Regions from separate parts of the Mus musculus genome. Here regions 2, 3 and 4 are each linked to region 1. The links are chromatin contacts, called in public Hi-C, HiChIP or PLAC-seq and promoter capture Hi-C maps. All regions are on one chromosome and are shown on one strand. The core of a region is the stretch at or near the end of the contact, and the rest is flanking DNA. Distances in the headings are between cores, read along the strand shown. Region 1 holds the start of Dtwd1 (DTW domain containing 1). Region 2 holds the start of Trpm7 (transient receptor potential cation channel, subfamily M, member 7). Region 3 holds the start of Usp8 (ubiquitin specific peptidase 8). Region 4 holds the start of Cep152 (centrosomal protein 152).

Region 1 (3,883 bases), core at 699-3,198:
TATTGGATAGTACTTTACTAAGTATAATGTACTAAGCCTAATGACTTTCTGCCATGAATAATTTCATTATTTAAAAAATATGGGATTTTGTTTTAGACAGTGTCTTCCCCAGTCTAGACTGGCCTGAAACTTACTATGTGTGCTAGGATAGTCTCAATCTCTTGATTCTCCTGGTTCCCCAATACAGATATGAGTTATCACTGCTGGCTCTAAAGTATAGTTTTGACTTAAGTTTTTATTGTTGTTTATAAATAAGTCAAGATGTGAAACGACATATCCTATGCAACACCCTGTCCAGTTGGAAATTCTTCCCTAGACTCCAACCACTCATCAGGATTTGGCTTCATGGACTCCCCCAGCCTCTTTTGAGGTTCCTAAAATTTGTCATAATGTTTCCTGTACTACCCATACTTAACATGTAAGCACTTCCAGGGCAAGGTGTAAAGATGACAATAACAAAGCCAAAAATTGAAAGGGCTAACAATTAAAAGTCAAATATCCCATTTTCTGATGTTCAGGCCCTCACTGTTTGATGCCTAACTGTGATGTTGTGCACAAATAACTAAAGCTTAATTCCTAAGGCAGGTAGACATGTCAATGTGGGTCTCAAAGTAGACTCTCAACTGTTTTAGCATTCAACATATATGAATACCATTCTGGTGGCTCTCACATTGCGTCTCAAAAGGTTAGTAACTTCTTTTTCTGTTTTGATAAGTGAAGGTATAGTGGACTGGCTGACATTTAGAATGACTTTTGTTCTGCATGCCTCTCTTTATTAAAACATTTTTGCTTAAAGTCTAAATTCAAATATCCATGGTCTAATTTCTACCTCACTCTCACTAGTTCTGAAATTCCTTTTCTGTATCCAAATCAGGAATACCAGTTTGGCTCGAGTTGAGGTCTCCAAAACATTAAGGGACCTATTCAGTCTGCTAAGAGTGACAGAAGGGATTCTCCTCTCCTCCTCTCCTCTCCCCTCCCCTCCCCTCCCCTCTCCTCTCCTCTCCCCTCCCCTCTCCTCCTCTCTCTTCCCTTCCCTTCCCCTTCTTCCTTCCCCTTCCCTTCCCTTCTCTTCTCTTCCTCTCCTCTTCTCTCTCTCTCTCTCCTCCTCCTCCTCCTCCTCCTCCTCCTCCTTCTTCTTCTTCTTCCTCTCTGTGTCTCTCTGTCTGTCTGTCTCTGTCTCTCCTATTCAAGTAGAAGCTACCACTCATGACCAGGCTGGAAATGGGCCTTTCTCCTACTTACAGGTGTGATCCTGGGAATTCATGTTAACCATTGTCTATTTTTCTGTTAAAACTTTTATATAAATTCTGGTGTGGTAAATATCAGTGTCCTGGCTTGTCATTCGTGATTACACACAAGGCTGTTCTTTTTCTCCCATTGGTTAATTTCATAATTCTCCACTCATTAAACAAATTGCTTGATATATGACAGTTTTGTTTCTAATTTAACAACTATTGTTTAGGTTTCTTTGAGGTGGAGCATAGAAAAATAATTTAATCACTTATCCACATATATTAGACTTTAAAAAAAAATAAAAGAAAAATACAGTAGGTGTCAACTCTGCGTGTTGTAAGCAAAGCACAAAATGCATAAACGGTTTTCCTAAGAAGTCTATCAAGCTTGAACTACCAACCACCTAAAGCTACAAGTCTGAGATCTCGTAAATATAGTATTTGGGGAGGTAAAGCGGTGTTACTAGCTCCTCACTAACTCACAGAAACTACTTTCGAAAAGGCTGTTCCGGAACACGTCCCCAGTTGCGCTGGGGGCCCACAACGGGCGGCACAGCAGGAAGCTGACGGTTCCTTTGGAACAGGTCACCCGGGAAGCGAAGGCGGGACTTCCGAACCAGTTCCTCCTGCTCGCCCACGGGATTCTCCCTCTGAGCATGCGCCGTGGTCAGCTTCCCCGTGGCCCTGGCAACCGCCAGGCCCCGCCCTCCGGTGTTCTGCGGAAAGCGCTCCGGGGGGGAGCGCGTGGAGCGGAGGCGGTACGGACCGAGAGTTGAGCGTGGTGCAGGTCGGCATCCCCTCGGGTCGGGTGGCTCGGGCCGGACGCCGGCCAGGCCCAGCGGAGGTCTCACTGCGGGCTAGTGCTGCGTGTGGCGTGCCCGTGGGGGCAAGACTTGAGTGGTCTGGGGCCTAAATGAAGCCTTATTAGGCTTCCCGAGTCGGCGTTGCTCACTCCTGGCAAGGCCAGCTCCCTGTGAGCACCGATCTGTAATTCAGGCTTTGGCGTGGTTTCGGCATGGTCGCGGGAAAAGGAAACCAGATGTGTGCTGTTACCGTCAGCCGATAAGCAGACGCGTTTCTTGTGTGTCTATTTCTTGGGAATGTGAGACAAGTATAGTAACACTTTGCGTTGCTAGTTCCACGAGGTTGGGTAAGGATGAAGAGCCCAAGATTGCAGCATTTCAGGGCTGTTTATGATTGAACTCCAAATGCAAAAATTTCCAAGACATTTCGCCTGTCATATAATGTGTTCTGTGGGAAGGGAGTCAAGTTCTGTGTTTAAAAAATGGCGGTGGTATCTTGGATGTTTAAAAAAAAGGGGGGGGGGGGCGAGAGGGATATTGTACCTCATCAAATTATACGATCAGTTCTTAGTACTTCACAAGCAAATATTGAAAACAGTCTTATCTGGTCCTGAATTTGTCCACAATTCAAAATAGGAGAAATTTAAAGAATATTCCCTTGGGAGGCAAATCAGCTTAGTGTGTTGGAAAAAGTAGCCTTGTTCCGCCGATCTGTGTAGTGCCCCAAAGTTGAGTAGAAAGATAAGTCCTGGATGCCTTCTACAGAGTGGTTTCAATTTAGTTGATAAGTATTTGAATCTATCTAAAAAAAATCAAGAATAGGTAAATCGGAAAGAGTTGTACTTTTGCCTCATTGAAAAGTGCCTCCAAATGAATATGTTTGTCCATATCAAATATGTGGACCCAGGGATAAGTAGTCAGAAGTGTAAAAGATTGTCTTTGTGTGAGTTTATAACTGAGTTAGAATCTGACTTTGAGCCTAAAAATAGATGTTATGTGCAAAGCAGACAGGATGAAACTGCATAAGTATCATTATTTTTAGAGAAATTGAGTGGAAAAAAAAGTTTTTCAGCCCAATTTGCAGAGTAGACCATCAGGATGCTAGTTATTTGCCCTAGGAACCGCCCTTGTTTTCTAATTCTTTACAACTCTCCCCCACCCAACTCCAGCTGCATCGCCCTGCACGTATTTGATGTTAAGTATAGGTATACTTACATGCATCTATGTCCTTGTTGTCATTGATTGTTATTATATACTACTGGAGACAATGTCAGAATCCACAGGCTGACAATTCAGTCACAAAATTGTCCCAGCCTCTTCCAAGTCACACACTGAACCATCAGAATTCCCTTCCAACTAGCTACAAGCTGAGAGTCCTTCATCCCCTCTTCAAATGCATTTGATTTGCTTGTGTGGCCCACAGATCTCAGGGGACACTATGCTTGCATTTGATGGTTATTATAAAGGCGATTTTAACAGATTTAAACATACAGGCAGGTGGAGTAGGTAAGGGACTAGAGCACAGGTGCTTCCTCCCTGTGCAGCCGAGGTGGGCTTCCTTACAGTGAGCGGATGCCCTTGCATCATCAACTGTCCAGAAGCTACCGGAAGTCCTGATGGGGTTTTAGAGAGGGTTTTATAGGCTTACTTGCTAACCGAGTGAAAGGAAATCCTCAGGGCCTGTCAGGTTCTTTGGCTTTCCTCCCTCCAAGGGAGGAAATAAGGCAGAATCCGGTATTCATCTACTGTTATACTGGGACAATTTAAGTTGAACTTTCTATTACCCCTCCTCAGAAAGGAGTTTTAAGTCAGAAATCCAGGGAAAAAAGAAAAGTGTGTGTGTGT
Region 2 (3,883 bases), core at 347-2,846, 720 kb after region 1:
GATATATCACTGAATACTCTGTGCTTAACGGCTTTCAAGGCACTTGGATTCAACTCACCCTCCAGTAGAGTCCCTTAAATCAAAGCCACAAGTATTTAAATGAAATGATTTAGCGGAGACAGAGGCACTTTAACTTTCCTTTCAGAAACTAGGAAAAGCCAGGCGACAGACACCTGTGATTCCAGAGCTCAGGAGATGGACGCAAGAGGATAAGGAACTCAATGATAGACTCAGGATTTGAGGCCAGCCTAGGCTGTGTGTAATCCAGTCTCAAATAAAAGGAGTCTTCAGCGGCTGGAGAGATGGCTCGGCGGTTAAGAGCACTGACTGTTTTTTTCTGAAAGTCCCGAGTTCAAATCCCAGCAACCACATGGTGGCTCACAACCATCCCTAACAAGATCTGACTCCCTCTTCTGGAGTGTCTTAAAACAGCTAGCTGCAGTGTACTTACATATAATAAATAAATAAATCTTTAAAAAAAAAAGTAGTCTTCAATAACTTTACAAACGAAAGTGAGAAATGCAGTATTTATTCACATGTACTTTATAAGTAAGACACTTCTAAACCTAGCCCTAGCCCGACATGGTGGCGCACGTCTTTAATCTTGGGAGGTAGAGGTAAGCGGATCTCTGAGTTTAAGGCCAACCTGGTCTGTCTACACAGTGAGTTCCAAGCCAGCCAGGGTCACAAGCGAGACCTTGTCTCAAAAATAAAGAAAAGGCAGAAAACTAAACCTGTCTGACTTCGGCAAAGAAACACCAGTTTGCATAAAGCCTATCAAGTTAAACTACTGAGCAGGAATGCCTTTCCTGCTCAGATCCTAGATCTAAATGGCTTTCTTTGTAAGAACTCTCCAAATCCGGTTCCTGGCCTTAACAACAAAAGCTCTAGCCAACGCTGCAACACACCGACTCCCTCCAGTCTGCACATTGGCTTCAAACTGTCTGGGACAACAGATGAGGTAGTTCGACGCAGACCTGGCAACGCACGGTCTCAGCCTCCCAGGAATTGTCCCTTCCCTGTCGCCTGCTAAACAAAACCCCGAACCACATCGCAGTCTACACCGTCAAAATCGCTCCCGTTCTATTAAACAAAATAATAGTAGAAAATGTACCTGTAGAGCGTCTGCGGCACAGCCACCAAGTCACAGCTCGGAACCCGCGCCCTTCTCCTTGCCACACCACCCCAGCCCTCCCTCCCTTTCCGTGACGGCTCCGCTGCGAGCGGTGGCGCCCGGAGGGTCACGGAGCTCCCCGGAGCGCCGCCCAGGCTCCCGCGAGGCCCGCCCGCGCCAGGCCCGGCTCCGTACCATTCTCCTCACGGGGCGGACTCCGGAAGGGCAGCGGCTCCTCCTCCACCTCCGCGGCCTGCAGCCATCTATCGGAAAGCGTCTCCGGAGGCGGTGGCACGGGCCACCGAACAAGGACAGCCCCGGGAAACCTTCTCAGAACTAACTCAGCTCCAGCGCTAGCAGCAGAAGTCGAGTCTTTCATAATTGTGCGACCAGCTCCGCCGGGTGACTGGCCACAGGGACGCGCCCGCGCCCGCCTCCGCCGGAGACGGGGCCGCGGCAGCCACGTGACGGGGCCGTCGAGTGCGTCGCGCGGAGGGCGTGTCACGTGAAGGGCGCGCTTACTGCGGCCTGCCCCTAAGCTCCGCCGGCCGGGAAACGCCGAGCTGCTGCTTTCCCTGGTGTTGCTGGCTTCGGCTTCCCCTGCCTCTGTCCACGAGAACTTGTTCCGCTTTAATGACCAGATTCCCCGGCTTCGCCAAAACTTAGCTCCCGGCCGCGCACGCTTGTCTGTTTCTTTTGCTATCGCATCTGTCTACGTTGGTTATTAGCGATCTCTTCCCGCACGTTATCCTTTCCCATCAAGGGTGCAATCCGTTTTTTTTTTTTTATCAACACTGCTATTATTAGTGACTTATTTTAGGTGTATGTGTGTTTTGCCTCATGTATGTCTGTGTACCATATGTGTGCAGTGTCCTCAGAAGACCGTGCTAGATCCTCCAGAACTGGAATTTCAGACATTTAGTGTTATTTGAGTTCCTTTGTAGCCCAGGCGCCTGGCCTAAAATGACCTTGAACTATGGATTCTGCCTTTAACCCCACACTGCTGGGATTGCCGGCTTTTGCCATCCTGAAAGTTTTTTGTTTTTTGTTTTTTTTTAGATCAGGAGTAGTGGCACATGCCTGTAATCCCAGCACTCCGAAGGCTAAGGCAAGAGGACTGCAGTAAATTCCAGGCTATCGAGGATTAGAATGACACCATCTTAAAAACACAAAACCAAACCTGCTTTTGGCACATCATCTTTCTGTATGTATATTATGGGTATGGAGAGTCTTGGAACCAATTCCCTACAGAGACCTAGAGACATTTTTTCTTACAATTTTAAAGGCTCCTCTGCCTGAAGGGCTGTTCTGCCTCTATCTTTCCTCTTTTAACTCTGGCTAATCTCAAATTTACTGTAATCCTCCTGCCTTAGATATACATCTTTAAGTATACATTAAATCAATAGATGCAAAACCTAACAAAATACAAATGTGTATTTCTTTAGATTAATAAAATGTTCAGTATAATTTTATTTCCAATTATTTTCCTTCTTTGGTTGGTTGAGTCAACCTAGAACCTAGGTATAGGGCGAGCCAACTGCACTAGCCTGCTCTGTGTCTATAGATGGACTGTGGATGGACTAGCTGAAGTTTCCTACAATGTGCACGTACCTTGGTTTGGTTTAGCTTCTTCCATGCTGCATAGTTATTATCTCCCAAGCAATATGACCCACAGTTCACTGAGCCAAGCCTCTTCAACAAACTAATCCAGCCACTCACTCTTTCTCTTACAAGTTTTGTGGTGCTTATAAATCATCTTCAGGCATTCCCCACCTTGTAGGCCTAGGAGGAGCAGTGTTTTTAAGTGCTTCAAGTGCTGGCCATGGTGGTACATGTCTTTAATCCTAGCACTTGGGAGGTTGAGGCATGCTGATCTCTGTGAGTTCAAGGCCAATCTGGTCAACATAGCAAGTTCCAGGCCAGCCAAAACCACATAGACTATGTCTCAAAAAATAAAAATAAAAAAATGTCTTAATATACATGTTGTAACAGTATCTGATGAATATTCCAGGGATCTTGATTAACATGTGATCATTCAATAACTATTTATCTTTGAAATTTCAACTGGGTTTATACATTTTGTGACTTGACTATCTTTATAATCTAGAAGACAGGACAAAAAAGAAAATCAAAATATAACAAAATGAAAGTACTTTATTTCTTGTTAACTTTATAATTCTGGTTAAAAAGGAAAAGCTATGGGTTAAAGAGATGGGGCTCAGAGGTTAAGAGCACTGTGCTCTTCCAGAGGTCTTGAGTTCAATTCCCAGCAACCACATGATGGCTCACAATCATATGTACAGCTACAGTGTACTCATATACATAAAATAAATAAATAAATCTTAAAAAGAGAAAAGAGCCAAGCAGTTGTGGGGAACGCCTTTAATCCCAGCACTTGGGAGGCAGAGGCAGGTGATCTATGAGTTTAAAGTCTACAGAGCAAGTTACAGGACAGCCAGAGCTACACAGAGAAACCCTGTCCTGAAAAGTAAAAAAAAAAAAAAAAAAACAAGCAAACAAACAAAATGACCAAATGCTTTCCTACATCAAAGGTCCAGACTGGAAGTGGATTCACCCTCTTCAAACCAGGGAGAGAATCTCTCACAGGTGTGTCCTCCACTTCTGGATTGTGGTTCATTTCAGATATAGTCAAGTTGACAACCAAGAATAGCCATCACAACACCCATACACATAAAATAAAGATAATAATTAAAAAGTAAAAATAAAGCAGTGTCATTCAGGAAACTTTTCAGAAGTTGCCAAAATGGT
Region 3 (3,883 bases), core at 614-3,113, 560 kb after region 1:
GAATTCTGTTTGCTAGGAGTGGGACGAGATAGAACCAGAATTACATCAATGCAAATAAAATAACTATAGGTATGGGTTGGAGAGATGGCTCAAGAGCTAAGAGCTCTTGCTGCTCTTCAAGGGGACAAAGGTTCAGCTCCCAGCACCCATGTTGGGTGGTTCACAACTAACATGGCCTCAGAAGGCATCACATGCATAAATACATAAAATTGTTTAAAAAACTGTAGGTGAATATTAAAAAGCAGTATTTGTTAAAAGCGTTTCTGGGACCTCATCTTCAGAGATTAAAAAAAAATATTGTTCTCTGGGAGGGGAAGCACATGGAGATCAAAAGACAACTCGTGTGTGTGTGTGTGTGTGTGTGTGTATACAACTCACGTGTGTGTGAGTATGTGTGTGTGTGGACAACTCACGTGTGTGAGTGAGTGTGCATGAGTGTGTGTGTGTGTGTGTGTGGACAACTCACATGTGTGTATACAACTCATGTGTGTGCGTGAGTGTGTGTGTGTGTGTGTGTTTTCCAGGAATCAAACTCAGATTGCCAAGTTTACCTGGTAAGGACTTCACGCATCTTGTTGGGCTCAGAGAAAATTTTCACTGATACACTCCAATGATGTCTCTCTTCCTTTCAGTCCTACCTCCTTCCAATTGTCAGAGCACCCCAAAATGTTCTCCATGTGTTTTATACTTATTCTCACATTCAGCTCTAAGTTTTTCTTTCCTTACTCAATTCCACAAAGCTGAGCAGAGAAAAAACATTTTCCTAAAATAATCCATCCTCAAAAAAACAATTTCTTCCTTAATTATGAGGGGGAAAAAAAAAACATTTGAGGCTTTTATCCAGTAGTTCCCAGCATTGCACGGTATCAAATCACACCAGTCTTTACTTGTCTAGGGAGAACAAATAGTATATAATTTAGTGTTGATTTTTTAAAGGAGAAATGCAAGATTTTGTTTGTTTGGTTGGTTTGGTTTTTCGAGACAGGGTTTCTCTGTGTAGCCCTGGCTGTCCTGGAACTCACTCTGTAGACCAGGCTGGCCTCGAACTCAGAAATCCGTCTGTCTCTGCCTCCCAAGTGCTGGGACTAAAGGCGTGTGCCACCACCGCCCAGCACAAGAATACCTTTGCATGTAGCTAATTGTAATGGAAACGAAACTAAGGTTTATTTTAAAGGTTGGTAGACTGGATGCTTACTACTCTTTAACGTTTAATGGCAGCCTATCTGCTAAGTATTTTCATTTTATATACTTAGTAGAGCTGTGCTTTTAGATTTGACATGCATTAAAAAGTTGGACTGTCCCAACGGATTTAGTGACCAGGGAAAACAACTCCACTCTTAAGCAATTTTTATGTCCACGAGTAGCCCATCTTTTCTCCACAAGACAACTCTCCAAAGAGTTCAAACCCCAGCTTTGTAAGACTGGTCCTTTTGGAAATGTTGACGGTGTTTGTGCAATGTGTTTTCCAAACACGTCTGTTCTTTAACCAGAGGCTTGGCTTTGGAGAATGTTTATTCCCAAGTTTTAGAAGGTATCAATCCTCTCCCCGTATTTTCCCCCTAATGTCCGATCTGACGGGAAAAATGCACTATTGAGAGGCGCCAAAATATCCTCGATTCCTCCGTGGACAGCTCCAAGTCACAATGTGACACAATCTGAACTGACTTCCACCCGGAAAAGAGACGCGCGAGGACACCGGAAGCGCAGCACGCGCGCTTCCGTCCCGCACCAGCTCAAACTGTCCTTCCGACGCATGCTCAGGCCGGTTCGGCGCTCACCCTTCCGGAGAGGGCCGCCCTGATGTCCCTCCCTACGGGACAGAAAGGCGGAGTTACAGGGTTCACTGGAAGCTCCGCCCTCGCCGTGACGTTTCGAGACGCGACCCGTCGCCACGCAATGCGAATCGGGAAGAGGGGATGAGCTGCGCTGCCGTGCGTCTGAGAGCGAAGGCTCGTTCTCCTTCTGGTGGTGGGCGATGGGCGTCAGGCGAGGAGGCCGGTGTTAGCGGAGCGCGGGCGCTGCGGTGAGTGCGGCCTGGCTCCGGCCCCGGTTCCTGGGGAAGGCGTCCTCCAGCTGCTGGTCATCCGGGAGACGAGCCCTGTCCGCGGAGGGGTGGGACAACCCCAGACAACTGGCTGGTCCAGGGAGGGCCCGACTCTTGGTCGCTCCCGTCCCCCTCCTACGGTGCCCAGCGAGTTTGATGTAGTTTGCCGGTCTCAGAGGGTGGCCTTGACCAGTTCTCCTTTCTGTTGGACACTAGACCCAACTTTGGACTCCTTCCTTTTGCTTCCTTTTTTCTCATTTTGTGCTACCTACAACCCCAGGCCTTAATACGACCATTTGTCATGTTTTCCCTATTCCCCTTTACCCGGGTCACGCATGTTTTCAGTGAAGTACAAAAATTGAGTTAAGTAAACTCACCACACTTAAAACTTCTTCAAAGAGGGCATTTTCTTTTCTTAAAAATGTTTCTTCGTTTGTAGACTTGTGGCACTGACAAGTTCCCTTCACATCTGATGTACCGAGAGAGTTGTCAACCCCAAATCACAATGATATTCCTTTACCCACAAAGCTGCAGACCCTGTTCCTATGTTTTGTTCTTGCTTTCTGCCTATGACCTTGAGTCAGTCATTCAAGAAATATTTACGTGACTCACAGAGGTGTTGCAGAATCTAAGGAGTTTCATATTTATTAAAAAGCTCTAGGGTTTCGGATCAAAACGATGCCTAGCTAAAGGGTGTAATTCTTGGTTGTTCCCCGCCACCACCCACAAGGTCTTACTATGTAAACAGGACTTGTCTCAAACTCACTGAAACCTTCCTCCCTTGGCTCCAGAGATGGATAAAACTGCATCAAGCACCACTCCTGGCAAGGGTATTCTTTTTAAATCTTAGAGTATTCTTAGTTGTGTATATTATCCTACTTCATTAAAAATTCCATGTGTTATTTTTTGGTTTTGGTGGCTTTATTCTCTTTCTTTTTTTCTTACTTTCTTTCTTTTTTTTCTCGAGACAGTTTGTCTGTGCAGCCATAGCTATTATGGAACTCACTCTAAACCACGATTGCCCTTGATCTCAAAGTTCTGCCTGCCTTTGCCTCCCGAGTGCTGCCCACCACTGCCAGGCTCGGTGTATTGTTGGTGGTGGTAGTTTTTGGTTTTTGTTTCTGTTTTAAAGATATCTGCTTTTTTTTTAGTATTTCACTCTTTCTGTTTAAGACTCCCTGGTGAAAGTCAATCATGTTGGATTTAGGTAGTTTCTCATCTATAGAGCACTGGCCTAATTAAGGTGCTGTTGGCTGTATGTATGCTTATTTAAGAATATGAATTAGTATATAACTTAATTATGCCACTGTATCACTGTTGATCCTAAAATGTATATTCCTGCTCTTTTGCCCAGATATTGGGCATTGCACGGATCTTGCAGTAGTAATGTAAGCCTGTGAGGAATGAATAATGAATAGCTTGTGACTTGTAGTTTTTGAGATAACAATGGATAAGATAAACTAACAAAAATATTTAAGGTTTTCTTTTTATTCTTTAACTTGTTGATTTATTTACTTGAGCCTTATTAATCATCCTGATCTTTTGTTGATAAGAATGGAACCGAATCCAGATGGCTTTGTAAACCAGTTGTAATGTAAAGCCAACACATCAAATTTTATTCATTATATACTTAGCATCCTGATTTTCTTTCTTTTTTTTTTTTTTTTTTTTTTTTTTTTGGTGGTTCTGCAAACATCTTTACTAAACAGTTCCTTCCAGGGTAACAGGACTTAGCCACAGGGCCACAGCCAGGCAATACACCAACATCCCCAATAGCTCAGTTTGAACATAGCACGACAGGCTGCCCGTGGCCAGCAGGAGACAGAGGAGGGCAGGCTC
Region 4 (3,883 bases), core at 571-3,070, 530 kb before region 1:
CACAGGTGAGAGGCTGTCTGGAACGTCCTGGGCAACGCCAGCTAGCATGGCCTAAACACTGAACAGCCACAGATACCAGTCTCTAACAGGGTGGAGCCATACAAATATCCACTCGCGCGCGCGCGCGCGCGCACACACACACACACACAGAGGTTAAGTCCATGAAGAATTCAGGAAGTGTACTCTAAGTAGCACCGTGCTACCTTCAACTACTACATTGAAAATGGCCACAACTCTATGTTTTTTTGTGGCTTTAATAAATAAATTGCTGGTGAGATGTGTGCTGACAGATCATCATGAAAACAATCGATAGCAATGTGCATTTGCCATAGTAAAACTGTATCTTGGTGAATATGGCAAAATTATGCCATTAGTAGGAACAGTGGCCTACTCCTATGCTTGACCAGAGAGCTGACCACTTAAAACATAAACCAAGGGATCAACGTGGGCAGTGTGCTCCCTAAAATACAGCTCCCTGGTTAATAGTCTCACTCTAGCCGGGAAACTTTTCCTAACCCCACTACAAGAATACAAGAAGCACAGCTGTCTTCTCTTACACCTCTGACCCAGCTTGTCAATACTTGTCTGACAATACTTGTCAGCACTGTCCCTGGTAGTTTTTGGTCACCCCCTTCCACCCCCTCACATAGAGGGAAAAATATTTACTTGTTTTGTGAGCAAACTTTAGTGTATATTTTCCTTTCCAAAAATATTTATCATCATCATCATCATTATGAGTGAATATATCCATTGGGTCACAGGCCTTAGGATTCCCCTGGAGCCGGAGTCACACGTAGTTGTGACCTATACAATTTGGGTGCAAGAAATGAACTCACAGCCTCTTGCAAGAGCATTGACAATCTCTTAACTGCTGAAACTATTATCTACTCCCACCGGAGTAGATAGGGTCTTTAGGCAGATCTCTTTTTATTTGTTTACATTCCAAATTGTTTGTTTGTTTGTTTGTTTGCATCCCAAAGGATGTAATATGGCTGTAAGCAATTAAGAACTGAAGATCCTCAGCTCTGGCAGCTGTGCAATCGTAACTGCTTCCGTTTCTTTAGTAATGAAACGGTGAAAACATCATAGGTGTGGGAAACCTTACAACTCCCGGATAAGGACTCCGCCCTCCTCTAGATGCCTGCTCCATCCAAAGTGCATTCTGGCCACTTCCAGAGCGCATGGCTTATATCCTTTGCTTGTGGCTTCAAACTTCAGCCTTTATTTACATGCAAACAATCAAGAATTGTGAAGCTACGAAGTGAAATTCAGCTTAAATCACACTGAAAAATGCATGACTACAAGATGGACTAAATGTAATTGCCCTGGGAGTTAGAAAACTGCACGCACTAGCTTACACACTAACTTCTCTTACAGGGTGGAAACAGCCAGAACGCAACAGTCTATTTTAGACACTTTCCAAATCCTGTTCCTACTACAAAGAGTACGGAGGGAGGGGGCAATGACAATCTCTTGAGCTCGGTAGTACCGATAGCAGCATGGAAAACCAAGGTGAGCAGAAGACAGTAACCCCAAAATACAGGAAGCCCCCTCGACTGGGTGTACTCACGCAGCGCCCTTACCAAAGAACTGGGCCCGGGGTCCAAGAACCACGGGCGCGCACAGGTCTGCCGATGGGACGCCCAGGCTGAAGATCGAGAAGGGAGCCAGCAAGCACAGCCCCGGTGTAGGAGACTCGAACGCGGGTCCCGATCCCGCAGCCGCCAGCCTGGCCGGGAGACCGCAGTCACCTCCCGCAACCCGCAACCCGCTGCCCTGACTTCCAGCCGCGAGCACCTTCCCGGTTACACCCTAGCCCGCGAACCCCGCCACTCGACGAGCAGCCGCCTCCTCCAATCGCCGCCGCTGCTCGATGGGCCTGACGGCTGGGCGGAGCTATGGGGCGGAAAACCCGCCTCCCACAAGGTCGGTTGAGAAGTCGCCCGCAGTTGCAAGAGCGCGGCTGTTCGAAGAGGGCGCCAGTGGCGGCGGGAAGCTTCCCGGAGCCTCCATTGGGGAAATAGTGAGCCAATCACAAAAGCCTCCTAGAGGACTACGGTTGCTTAGATACGGCGGACTGTTTGCCCTCCCAGAGGTTAGCTAGGACATTCCTTTTTTTCCCCTTACACGTCTAAGTTTCATCCAATGGCCCTTTTTGCTCTCTGAAGTGCCACTGCCAGCCCTGGTCGTTGTTAAATTTGGCATCATCTTCAGACTTGGCTGGTTAAGATTTGTGTTTCTTTACTGATAAAACTGGAGGAGCTCCCAGGTGCCTCCTCCCTAAAACTCGAATTTCCGCGAATGTTCTTAGATGTTAGCCTGTCGTTAAATCCCATTATATCATCGAACTTGGAGATCGCAAACACAATGGATAAATATCACTTTGGCTGTTCAATTTTAATGTGTGTCTCTTGATTGGCTTGTTGAGGGTGGCTGGACCTGGCATGTTCGAGACCTGAGTTCTGGAACAGTTGCTGTCTCTGGCTTCTTTGGTAAGAAGGGCTCTAGTGCATGCCAAGAACTTGGTGACTTGGATGCCCACATCTTTTTAAATCTTTCCCCTGTGTACCGTGTGGAGTAAGATACTTGTCCAAGGCTCTTCCAAATCTGGCTGTTTGCTAAGTCTGCCACCTGCATCCTATCCTTGTACGGCTGACATTGACCCTCAGCTAGGGGTCTGATACAGAATAAGAGCTTGAGTGAGAGAAACAGAACCAAGTCACAAGGCTGCACTACCAATAGTTCTGGGATGGCTCCTGTTTCCCCTCCTCCCACCCCATCTCCTGGGCTGCTTTTCGAGTCAATTGCCCCACCTCTCACCCACTCAGCCCTCGAAACACATGACGTCACTCAGTGGAACTGGATCTCCCTACCACTGTACACAGGGTGCATACCGACCCCAAGAGAAGATGGATTTCTCTTCTACTACGATCTGTTACCGTGTGTCTGCTTCACTGGTAGAACAATATGAACGTCTTGGGGGTATTCACTTGAGCATTTGTCTTCATGTTTCATGGCCCATGCTAGGCACTCAAAACAACTGTGTTAACTCATTAGTGAATAAATGAAGGAATGGGCAAATGAAGATGTTGGTCAAGAAAAGACTAATGAAAGGCCTTCGGGGAAATGGCACTTGTCGAAGGTGATCCAAGTATCGGCTAATGAGAAAGATATGTCCAGTGCCCCATGCTGAGGTCTACGATGCAATAGTGCATGAGAATGGCAGGGGACATAGGGGGATAACTTGCTCTGTGTTGAGATAGTGTACTTTTCCTTCCAGGATGTCTGTCCCTAGTGTACTTAGTCTGGATCCGCCACGAAGTTCCGCAGGGCCCACCTGCCTTTGTGAGTCCTGAGCCCAGCAGGTGTTAACTTTTCCTCTTGCTTCCCAGCTGTTGCTTTTGGATGCTGGCCCAAGTCAGTTTTCTCTGGGACTTTGAGCTTTTTCACTCTTTCTCTAAAGCTCCCCCTCCCCCATCCTGCTGCTGGTCCACCGTGTGGTTGACCTGTGAACCAGCCAAACTCAAAGAGCATGGCTCTTTCTCCTCTTCTGGGCAGCCCCATGATTTACAGCTTGCCTACCCTGAACCTTTGCTTTGAACTCTAAGTCTCATTGTCCTCAAGCTTGGTTTGAGTCCATTCTTAGATTGTTTTACTAAGAACACCAAGAACCCCAGCAGGAGACCCTGCTTTCTCTGGTCTCACTCCACTGTGCCCTAGGAAGCTGACCTTCAAGACAAGCTCCCCTCCACCACCACCCCCCAACTCTGCCTTTATGTTATCTCAATCAGTGAAGAATCCCAGTAGATCAGAGATGGGAATAGAAAAAAATTAGGTTATTAATGACTTAGCTAATCTCTTTTGCATCACCGAGATCAGCCGT

The links. Promoter capture Hi-C pulls out the DNA fragments that hold promoters and counts their contacts. Hi-C and Micro-C count contacts between places; a contact is called where the count stands out from the background. HiChIP or PLAC-seq counts read pairs in DNA pulled down with a chosen protein or histone mark.
Region 2: a contact with region 1 is called in an H3K27ac HiChIP or PLAC-seq map of thymic regulatory T cells, with 8 times the contacts expected there. The contact joins the promoter of Trpm7 here to the promoter of Dtwd1 in region 1. A contact is called at or near these places in 1 of 484 Hi-C or Micro-C datasets (CD4 T cells), 1 of 115 datasets of contacts at active chromatin or transcription factors (thymic regulatory T cells) and 1 of 9 other capture datasets (adipose tissue).
Region 3: a contact with region 1 is called in a Hi-C map of muscle stem cells, with 5 times the contacts expected there. The contact joins the promoter of Usp8 here to the promoter of Dtwd1 in region 1. A contact is called at or near these places in 2 of 39 promoter capture datasets (liver and pre-B cells), 2 of 484 Hi-C or Micro-C datasets (muscle stem cells and uterus), 2 of 115 datasets of contacts at active chromatin or transcription factors (astrocytes and bone marrow-derived macrophages) and 1 of 9 other capture datasets (liver).
Region 4: a promoter capture Hi-C map of pre-B cells shows a contact between it and region 1, with 6 times the contacts expected there. The contact joins the promoter of Cep152 here to the promoter of Dtwd1 in region 1. A contact is called at or near these places in 16 of 39 promoter capture datasets (the 3T3-L1 cell line, the C10 cell line, the HPC-7 cell line and 11 more), 7 of 484 Hi-C or Micro-C datasets (B cells, CD4 T cells, LSK cells and 4 more), 3 of 115 datasets of contacts at active chromatin or transcription factors (astrocytes, embryonic stem cells and large pre-B cells) and 2 of 9 other capture datasets (adipose tissue and liver).

Annotation. Positions count from the first base shown.
Region 1 is chr2:126,150,193-126,154,075 of GRCm38.p6, forward strand. It overlaps Dtwd1 (DTW domain containing 1), which reads left to right and starts at 1,949. Exons shown (of 5, transcript NM_026981.2): 1 at 1,949-2,022. It overlaps Fam227b (family with sequence similarity 227, member B), which reads right to left and starts at 1,812. Exons shown (of 17, transcript NM_029455.3): 1 at 1,719-1,812.
Region 2 is chr2:126,874,665-126,878,547 of GRCm38.p6, forward strand. Trpm7 (transient receptor potential cation channel, subfamily M, member 7) reads right to left here and starts at 1,597. Exons shown (of 39, transcript NM_021450.2): 1 at 1,310-1,597. The coding sequence starts at 1,312.
Region 3 is chr2:126,705,465-126,709,347 of GRCm38.p6, forward strand. It overlaps Usp8 (ubiquitin specific peptidase 8), which reads left to right and starts at 1,864. Exons shown (of 19, transcript NM_019729.3): 1 at 1,864-2,023. It also overlaps the pseudogene Gm10774.
Region 4 is chr2:125,623,293-125,627,175 of GRCm38.p6, forward strand. It overlaps Cep152 (centrosomal protein 152), which reads right to left and starts at 1,821. Exons shown (of 28, transcript NM_001081091.1): 1 at 1,584-1,821.